3 separate regions of the Zea mays genome follow, and regions 1 and 2 are each linked to region 3. A link is a contact called in public Hi-C data. All regions are on one chromosome and are shown on one strand. The core of a region is the stretch at or near the end of the contact, and the rest is flanking DNA. Distances in the headings are between cores, read along the strand shown. Region 1 has its middle 44 kb from the start of LOC103638888. Region 2 holds the start of LOC100383133. Region 3 holds the start of LOC100277332.

Region 1 (2,700 bases), core at 73-2,572, 230 kb before region 3:
GAGAAGAAACGCGCAGAGAGAAAGGCAGTTTGCGGGTATTTCCTAGCTCGGCGCCAAGATCTGTGGCGCCGAGCTAGGTGCCACGCGGACTGCCACGTCACGAAGCTCGGCGCCATAGGCTGTGGCGCCGAGCTGTGTTACCTCGACGCCACAGCCTATGGCACCGAGCTTCGGGTCCAAACGCGCAAATAAAATTTCTGGGGATCCAAACGTAAATTTTTGACTCGAAAGGGGCTAAAAAACAAAAAATTCGGTAGATATTAGCATGTACCATAAGCTAATAGAGTAAAAATTCACTGGGTTTCGGATGTCAGGTACCTATTACCATCTATATGTAACTCCCTGTCTCTCTATCTACTCTATCTAGAACTCTAGACCTACGTCGATTACTTCAGTCAGATAAGGGGACTGATCAGACAGGACCATAAGATCCTAGACATCAAAGAATCACTATCAATGATGAGAGAAAAGGGCCGGAGCAGAGGTGGCGGGGGTGGTCACTGGTAAACAGTTTGGCGGCATTGCGCAGGTTAAAACCAGGTAAGGCCATAAAACCCTTAACATCAAAGAATCACTATCAACGATCCGAGAAAAGGGCCGGAGCAGAGGTGGCGGGTGTGGTTACTGGTAAATAGCTTGCTGGCCTTGCACAGGTTAAAACCAGGGAAGGCTGGTTGCCTGGTTCTTCTGGTCGTCAGTTGGATAGAGATTCGCAACACTACCGGAGTCCTGTAATACAAGTTGGCATCCGTTGTTTTCTTCAGATTAAAAATTGACATATAACTACGAGTACCCTGCCTGCATGGAGATTTTTGCTATTACGGAGAGCCACTACTGCCTTGTGAACGTGTAGCAATGGTCCGCTGCATGCAGCAGGTAAGTCTCGGATGGGCGTCCAAATCTCAGGTCTGACTGATCGATGGCCATATAAACGAGTCAACCGAATTCAAGAACGGTGGATGCATGCTAAGCTAGCTCGATCGGCTTCTCCGTCGAGTCAATTGAGTCTTGGTACAGTGTTTGCTGCATGTCTCTATCAGATTGATCCGCGTTTGCAATGAGAGAGACCCTGATGTCTACAGAACTTACCAAGGTGACACCAAAACTGGTGGAAGCGGAGGATGTGGCAGGCGAAGAAATACGAAAAGAAAGACGACAACGTGGTGGTTGCCCACCAGGCCACCACAGGTGAAGGCAGACGACGACAGTGATGCGTGGCGGTGGTACGCGGACGTCTGTATCAGTTCCCAGTCACCAGGGGCCGGTTATTCCCCCCTTCGGCCCTTCCCACCTCTCAGGAATTGCATCCAATCCAAATGCCTTTTGGCCGGTCCGTGCTATACATTATACTGTTTACTAATTACTATTATATATAGTAGGCAGGTACGGAGTAGCCAATTCCGGTCCGTGCTCTCCCGCCCGCTCCTTGCCAAGAACCTTGTCTTGGGCAGGTGCACGAACACATGGCACTGCAAGCCGGGATGATGCCCGATTACCAGCGCGAGCAGCCGGAACCGGAACAGCAGGTAGCGATCCTCGCTGGGCGCCGCGAGCGCGACGACGGAGCCCGGCGCCTCTTCCTGGACGCCGGCCGCGTGCTCATGCTGCTGGGGTGGAGCGCGCTCGCCTCCGCCGCCGGCCCGAAGAACGACGACAATCGTCCCGGCAATTCCGGCGCCGCGCACGCGTACGCGCTCATCCTCGCCTTGGTCCTGTGGCTTCTCGGCGTGTCCCTCGTTGCGCTCGTGCACGTGGAGCGCCGGTTCCCGCGCGCCGCGGGAGTGGGAGGCGCCGCGGCCTAACGCTGTCGTCGACTACTTCTTCTTTGCACCCCTGTAGATCGAACTAGCTCTGGCTCTGGAAATTCGCGCCTCTCGTGTCTCGTGGCCTGCTGTACGTGAGCGAAGTTTGGCTATCGCTGTTTGCTGCTGCAGGTACATGGACGGAAATGACCAGAACGGCCCGTTGTTAGCTTAATTTGCCGGTGTGAGTGACAATGACTCACTGTCACTGCCGGGAAGCAGCTGATGATGTTCGATCGGCCACCACCTCCTTCTCTTATTCTGGTGTGTTTACTATCGTCTCTTGTCAGCACGTCAACTGTGCAGTGTTTATATGGAAATAAAGAAAGCACACGGCTGGCCAATCGTATGGGGTTTTCTTTTTCCTTGGTTTTTCTTCACATGATGAAAGTACGGTGTTCTTCAGACGTCTCAATTCAGGTCAAAGCTAAAATCAACATATATCTCCAGTGGCGGAGGGTCTAATATGGCTGGGTATGGCCCAAGCCATACCTTGGCTTAGCCCATCAGCAGACCAAAAAAGCCTCTTCTCTTCCGATCCGGCTCTTCGCAGCAGTCGCTCCTCCATCTCCCGCATCTCTCTATTCTCTAGCAAAGGCGAGGGCGAGGCAAGGCTGAGACGGCTGGCCGTAGCTGTGCGCCCGCCTGCTGCACCGGCGCAGGCGCGCATGCGCGCAGCGGCGCACTCTGCCTCTTTCTCCACTCTTTCAGTCTGGCAGTCTCCATTCTCCTGATCTGAAACGAGTTGGGCTTGGGCAGCAGCCAGCAGACTAGCAGAGCTGCAGAGGGAGGAATAATTTGTTTCTACTTTGGATTGTGTTGAGAATCTAATTTGACGTGCCCAGAATCAGTTACAGTTGCTCATTTTTACAGGATTTATTAGCAAACTTCGCAGTAT
Region 2 (2,700 bases), core at 159-2,658, 130 kb before region 3:
TTTAAGAAAGAAGTCAACAAAATGAAAGAAAATGTCTGCAGCAGGTCTTTTTGTTCAAGAAGGAAGGACCTGACTAGGGTGTCGGAGTTTGGGGCAAAGGATTTGGGTCCATTTTGTAAACCATAGTCCCCAGCAGACACTGCACCAGTCCTAGAAAGTTTGTTCCCACCATTATGGTCCGGGTTAATGAGATCAACCGGTGCATCAAATGGATCCCGCATATCCTTCCTCTATAATTTTTCTGTAGAAAGATGGCATTAACAGAATGACTAAATGCAGGACGAAAACCCAATATATACACACATGAAAAATAATTTGTTCACTGGCAATCCCAAGCTGAAAAACATAATATATTTAGGTAATCCCTAAGGGTCCCGACAAAAACAAGTCAGACTATAGTTGCCACTAAATTTCAGCTCAAGTTTTGTTGGGAATCGACTGAACAAATGAACCAATCAATCAAACCCCACCCTGGTGAACAGGTCAAGCAAGGTGACAAAGCCCTGTTTGGGAGGATTATTTATGAGGAGCTTTTCTGAGAATTTAGCTGCACATAGAAGCATCAGCCTTAAGGAGATATATGGAAAATTTCACTGTTTGGGCAATCCTTTTCACATGGCTGGTTGTCTGTTTTGAGTGTGAAAAGGCCAGAATGCCGGAAGTATGATAACTTTGTTTCGGTTACTAGCTTCGCGTGGATATTGCTATTTTTGTAACTTCTTTGGTACCTATTAAGGATCTTCAATCTTTAACTGCCAGGTTTGCCGACTTTGAATGGGCGTTTCTGAAATTTATGACTAGTGTTTGATTAAGCATTAGTTGTTACAAAAACTGAAGCAAAAACTCAAATAATATGAAGCATATGTTATCATCAGAAAAGTGCTACTACAACAATCGGTTCATAACCAGTCTGAATCAATTTGGTTGTTCTCAGAAATGATACTGATTCTACAATTCAATCGGCTTCTCCTAATCAGTTCAGTAATAGCTTCAACATTTATTAACTTATCACGAACAGAATAAAAGGATATGACGTATTACCTCCCCGATGCTAGAAGCGGCAAGACGCAGGGGAGTTCTGCTCGGGAAGGAAGAGACCGGGCGACAGGGGAGGGGAGTGTCAGCCCGGCCGAGCCACCGTGCTGGTCGCTTGGCTCAGAAATCCAGAACCCTTCCGGTTCACAAGAGCTGGAGCGCGTGGCCTCGCGGGTGGCGATGGGAAAGGCCCGACGAGGGCGGGGAGGCGGAGAGATCCCCTTCTCCTGCGGGCGATCGGAGGAGTTGGCCCGGGTAGCACCTTCTCGCTAGCCTCCCAAGTCCCAACCCTGGTCGCCTCCGGAGAAGCGAGAGCACGGGAACGTGCGGGCGGGGATGCGCGTCGTTCTGACCGAGAAGGAATGGCGAAGCGGAAGGGGAAGGGGGGAAACGGGAGGACCGGAGGACGGGAGGAGGAATCCAGAGAGAGGGGTTTAGAGCAACTCCGATGCTAAAAGGGTTCCCTAAAAAATTATTACGGGGCGTTTGGATCCTTTCATTTTAGAGGAATTGGAATTCACTTAATAAAATAACTTATTTAGTTTGGAATTTGACATTCCACCACTTTCTAAAGTTCAGATATAAGTCTATCTTAAATTTATGGGGTGGAGGGTGGGAAATGATTTTATGTATTAGTAGAATTGGTTTCTAATCTATAACTTACATTACACTCTTCGTCTCACTCCTCTATATTAAAAATGTAGCACATAAATATCTCCGACATCTTGCTAATAATAGTATACAAATATATTTTGCATAAAACCGAATTAGCTTAATTGATATATGCCTAAATTACTATTATTAGAATGGAATTCAATTCCAATGATCCAAACGGGACGTTAGAGGTATTTAAAAAATAGTGAATTATAGCGTACTAGGTGAGTACCGTGCGTTGCAGCGAAAACATATAATATCATGATAACTTATATATAAAATTTGTCTTATATTGTTATAAGTAAATGTTTCATAATCCATTTGTGATCCTGGCCATACATAAATTTTGTTATTTTAATTTAGTTGTTTCACTACTACATTGTAACCATCAGTATCATACAGACTTCGATATATGTCACGATTTGCATGGTCTCATTATTAGAGAGCACATGTCACACCTGCCGGTAGAAGTTCCCTCATCAGTCATCAGGCACGCACCACCATACACGCTTGCTTACACAAAAGGCAAGTGTATGTGTTTGTGAAAAGAATTAAAGGCAGGCCGACACAAAAGCTACCCCGACGATTGCGAGTGGTCATTGTTATTGGTCCTCCTCTACGTCACCTCCGGCGCCGATATGATGCCACAATCCTTGATATAGTAGTCGTCCAACGCGCGCGAGGGATGACAACGGATAGACTATCCGCGGATAGTGTCTCTAGACATACCCATTACCCGCTACGAATAAAAAATAGTATCCACATCCGTTACCCACGGATAATGGATATCCATGGATATATCTGTTTGCCCACTACACATACAACATATTTGAATCCAACAAATTCAAATATGATAACATATTTGTCTAGCAAATTTAAATATGATAAAAACACGATTGGGGGATTTGGGGAGGCTAGACGGTCAGGAGATGGGCGGGCCGCGACGGAACTTGGGCTGGCTGTGGTTCGTGAAGTGGTTCCAAACTCCAGTGATCCCACATGTCAAGTTAC
Region 3 (2,777 bases), core at 90-2,589:
GCGAGTACGTAACAAGTCAAAAGCAGATAGTTAATTATTAGGTAGTGCGTAAGTATGATGTCCTTTTGACATCGTATATAAAATGGGGTCGATTAATTCAAACGCCGTCGTCCAGTTTGAACCTAATGTCGTCGTTCTGTTTTGAAATTTGCGAAGACGTAGGGTTCCGAGTTTCCCCGGTCAGTGAGTGTCCACTGTTGAGTACTTGAGGCCCGTTCGGTTCCAAGGAATCGTGGACTGAAACAATTCCTAATCCGTTTGTTTGTCTAGTTTATATACAAGCTTCAACCAACTGAAACAATTCCTGAGCAAATGAACGGGGCCTTAATTAAGCAGAATATTTTGAAATATGAATTCCTCAAATGGACAAGAAGCAAGCACACGCTCTCACAAAGCCGCAGTCCGTTCTTCAGGGCCCGTTTGGTCCGCTTTTATTAATTTACTTTGTAGTTTACAATCAAACGACAAATTAAATGCGTTTTACATAGACACGCAGGCCATAGGTTGGGAATGCAGCTTCCAAGAAGCTACCATCGGTATCCGCCAGCATGTTTTCTGGTCAAAGCTTACTATTTATTATTCGCAGCCGGTATTACTGGACGGGCTCGATAAAACTTCACGAATAGCGCTTAAATGGGGGACCGTATCGTATAAACATGGACAGGTATGTGCACATGAGCAATCCTAGCCCTTCAACGTCGATCCGATGGTCGTCAAATTTTTTTACACTTTAACCCTCCCACAGCTGTCCTTGCACTGCAAATTTTCTTTTGCAAACACCTTCCCTCCCCTTCTTCCCCAGATTGAAGCACGCCAACTACTCTGTTGACAAACGCCGCAGGACGACACCTCGACGAGGTGCTAAGGTTCCCGGCCAACATGACGGCCATGGCACCAGACTGGAACCCTAAACCCGTCATGAAGCCACCATGGCTAGGGCATGCCGTTGGCGGCGCAACCATTCCGCAGCAACCTCGAGCCCCGCGGCGTTAGTGATGGCGACGACGTTTGGTGAGTGAAGATGCCGAGACGACGACGAGAGAGAAGCGGCGGCGGCTACAGCCTACAGACGATGATGGCTGCCAACGAACGCGGGAACTGGGAAGGGGAGGGGGTGTTTAAAAAACAAAATTACAGCACAAGGACAGCTGCGGGAGGGTTAAAATGTAAAACTTTTCGTCACCGTCGGATCAACGTTGAAAGGCCACGATCGCACATGTGCATATGTCATGTCTCCTGTCGTGCTTGTACAGAGGATACGGTGGTGAGCACACCACAAAAACTCAACATTTTTAAAAAAACCTATAAAAAGCCCGGTAGGCTCAGCCAGTCAGGCTTATTACAGCTACACCTCCACTCGACGCAAGAAAGCAGGTACCTCACGGTTGCGGCCTCGGATCTGTGATGGAAGAAAGCAAGACCGGCCCCGGCGGACTGACGGCCCGTGGCAAGGGGAAGGCGCCGGCCCCGCCGCCGCCTCCGCCGAGCCGTGAGGAGGAGAACGGCGGTGGGCACCGTCGCGGGCAGAGGAGGAAAGTCTGGCCGCGTGGCCGCCGCGCGGTCGTAGCTCTCGTGGCGATGGTCGCGGCGGCCCTGTACCTTCTACTCGCTGACGCCGTCGCGGAGCCGCCGCCGGGCGCCTGGGTGCTCGTGGCCTACCTTCTCTGGATCGTCGGGCTGATTATGCTTTTTTCAGTTATGAAGTGAGATTGATGGTCGGTGCTGGTTGGTGTGGGGACTGAGGGCCACGGGATCGTTTCTTTCAGCCTTTCTTTTTCTTATTATGTCTTTTCCTTTTCCTTCTCCTTTTGTACATGCACTTGCGCCGTCTTGATATGATCCTGCCATGCATGATGCATGCGCTAGATTATTACTTGATCGAGCTAATTTAAATTGTCTCTTTTAATTTCATTACTCAGCTCTTCAAATATAATAAAAAAATATCAATCATAGATGTGCTGGGCATCAAATAACACACGATCGATAGAGAAGCACACAAGGACATTTTTTTTGTTTTTTTTTTTGGCTCTAGCGACTCCATCTCCTTTGACTTCAGTTTAAGGAATCTGTTTCGGTTATCTCTGCCGGCCGGCTGCTGCTCATCCGCTTGGCTCCGAGTCAGGCGGCCCTACCACTCCAAAGCTTCGGCACGAAGGACCGCGTGGTGACCGCGGGGCAGCATTGGCCAGTTTGTTGCGCATGTACATACACACAGTCGCACGCCACCGCCACGTGGATTCTGCTGAGATATCGACGGACCCGCGGCGTACTGCTTCCGACACCATATCAGCATCTCGCACCACTACACCAAAATCATACACTGCCTACGGTTTTTTAACTTCCTACAGCTTTTATAACAAACTGTAGGAAATAAATAACTTTCGAGAGGCAACTGGTAGCTCTAGAAAATAAATATAACTTCCTACGGTATTTTATAAAAGTTGTAGGAAGTTAGCTTTCACATGCTCATCCGTGTGTTCGGTCAAGCGAGCCGCTAACTTCCTAGAGGCAACCGTAGGAAGTTAGCATGGACAGCTAACTTTCTACAGCCTTCTCTAGGAAGTTAGCTTTTAATTGCTGATCCGCGGGTGTGGTCAAACGAGCCGCTAACTTCCTATGGCAGACTCTAGGAAGTTAGATTTCAGCTTTTGACCAGTCAAACGAAAAGCTAACTTTCTACGGCTGCCTCTAGGAAGTTAGCATGGACAACTAACTTTGTACGGCCTCCTCTAGGAAGTTATATTTAGCTTTTGACCAGTCAAACGAAAAGCTAACTT

What was found. A called contact is a pair of places that touch in the nucleus more often than the background predicts.
Region 1: a Hi-C map of bundle sheath shows a contact between it and region 3, with 3 times the contacts expected there. The contact joins the enhancer-like site here to the promoter of LOC100277332 in region 3. A contact is called at or near these places in 2 of 25 Hi-C or Micro-C datasets (bundle sheath and ear).
Region 2: a contact with region 3 is called in a Hi-C map of ear, with 2.3 times the contacts expected there. The contact joins the promoter of LOC100383133 here to the promoter of LOC100277332 in region 3. A contact is called at or near these places in 6 of 25 Hi-C or Micro-C datasets (bundle sheath, ear, endosperm and 2 more) and 1 of 3 datasets of contacts at active chromatin or transcription factors (seedling).

What each region holds. Positions count from the first base shown.
Region 1 is chr9:116,928,308-116,931,007 of Zm-B73-REFERENCE-NAM-5.0, reverse strand. No RefSeq gene overlaps it. Among protein-coding and RNA genes, the nearest start is that of LOC103638888, 44 kb to the right of the region's middle. Within about 2 kb of position 1,322, at least 15 of the 20 cell types and tissues checked have an H3K27ac peak or open chromatin away from gene starts, as enhancers often do. A contact at or near this core is called in bundle sheath and ear, where this site is marked.
Region 2 is chr9:116,830,746-116,833,445 of Zm-B73-REFERENCE-NAM-5.0, reverse strand. LOC100383133 reads right to left here and starts at 1,408. Exons shown (of 20, transcript NM_001361948.1): 1 at 1,042-1,408; 2 at 70-241. The coding sequence starts at 221.
Region 3 is chr9:116,695,988-116,698,764 of Zm-B73-REFERENCE-NAM-5.0, reverse strand. LOC100277332 reads left to right here and starts at 1,339. Exons shown (of 1, transcript NM_001150927.2): 1 at 1,339-1,910. The coding sequence starts at 1,405. The coding sequence ends at 1,707.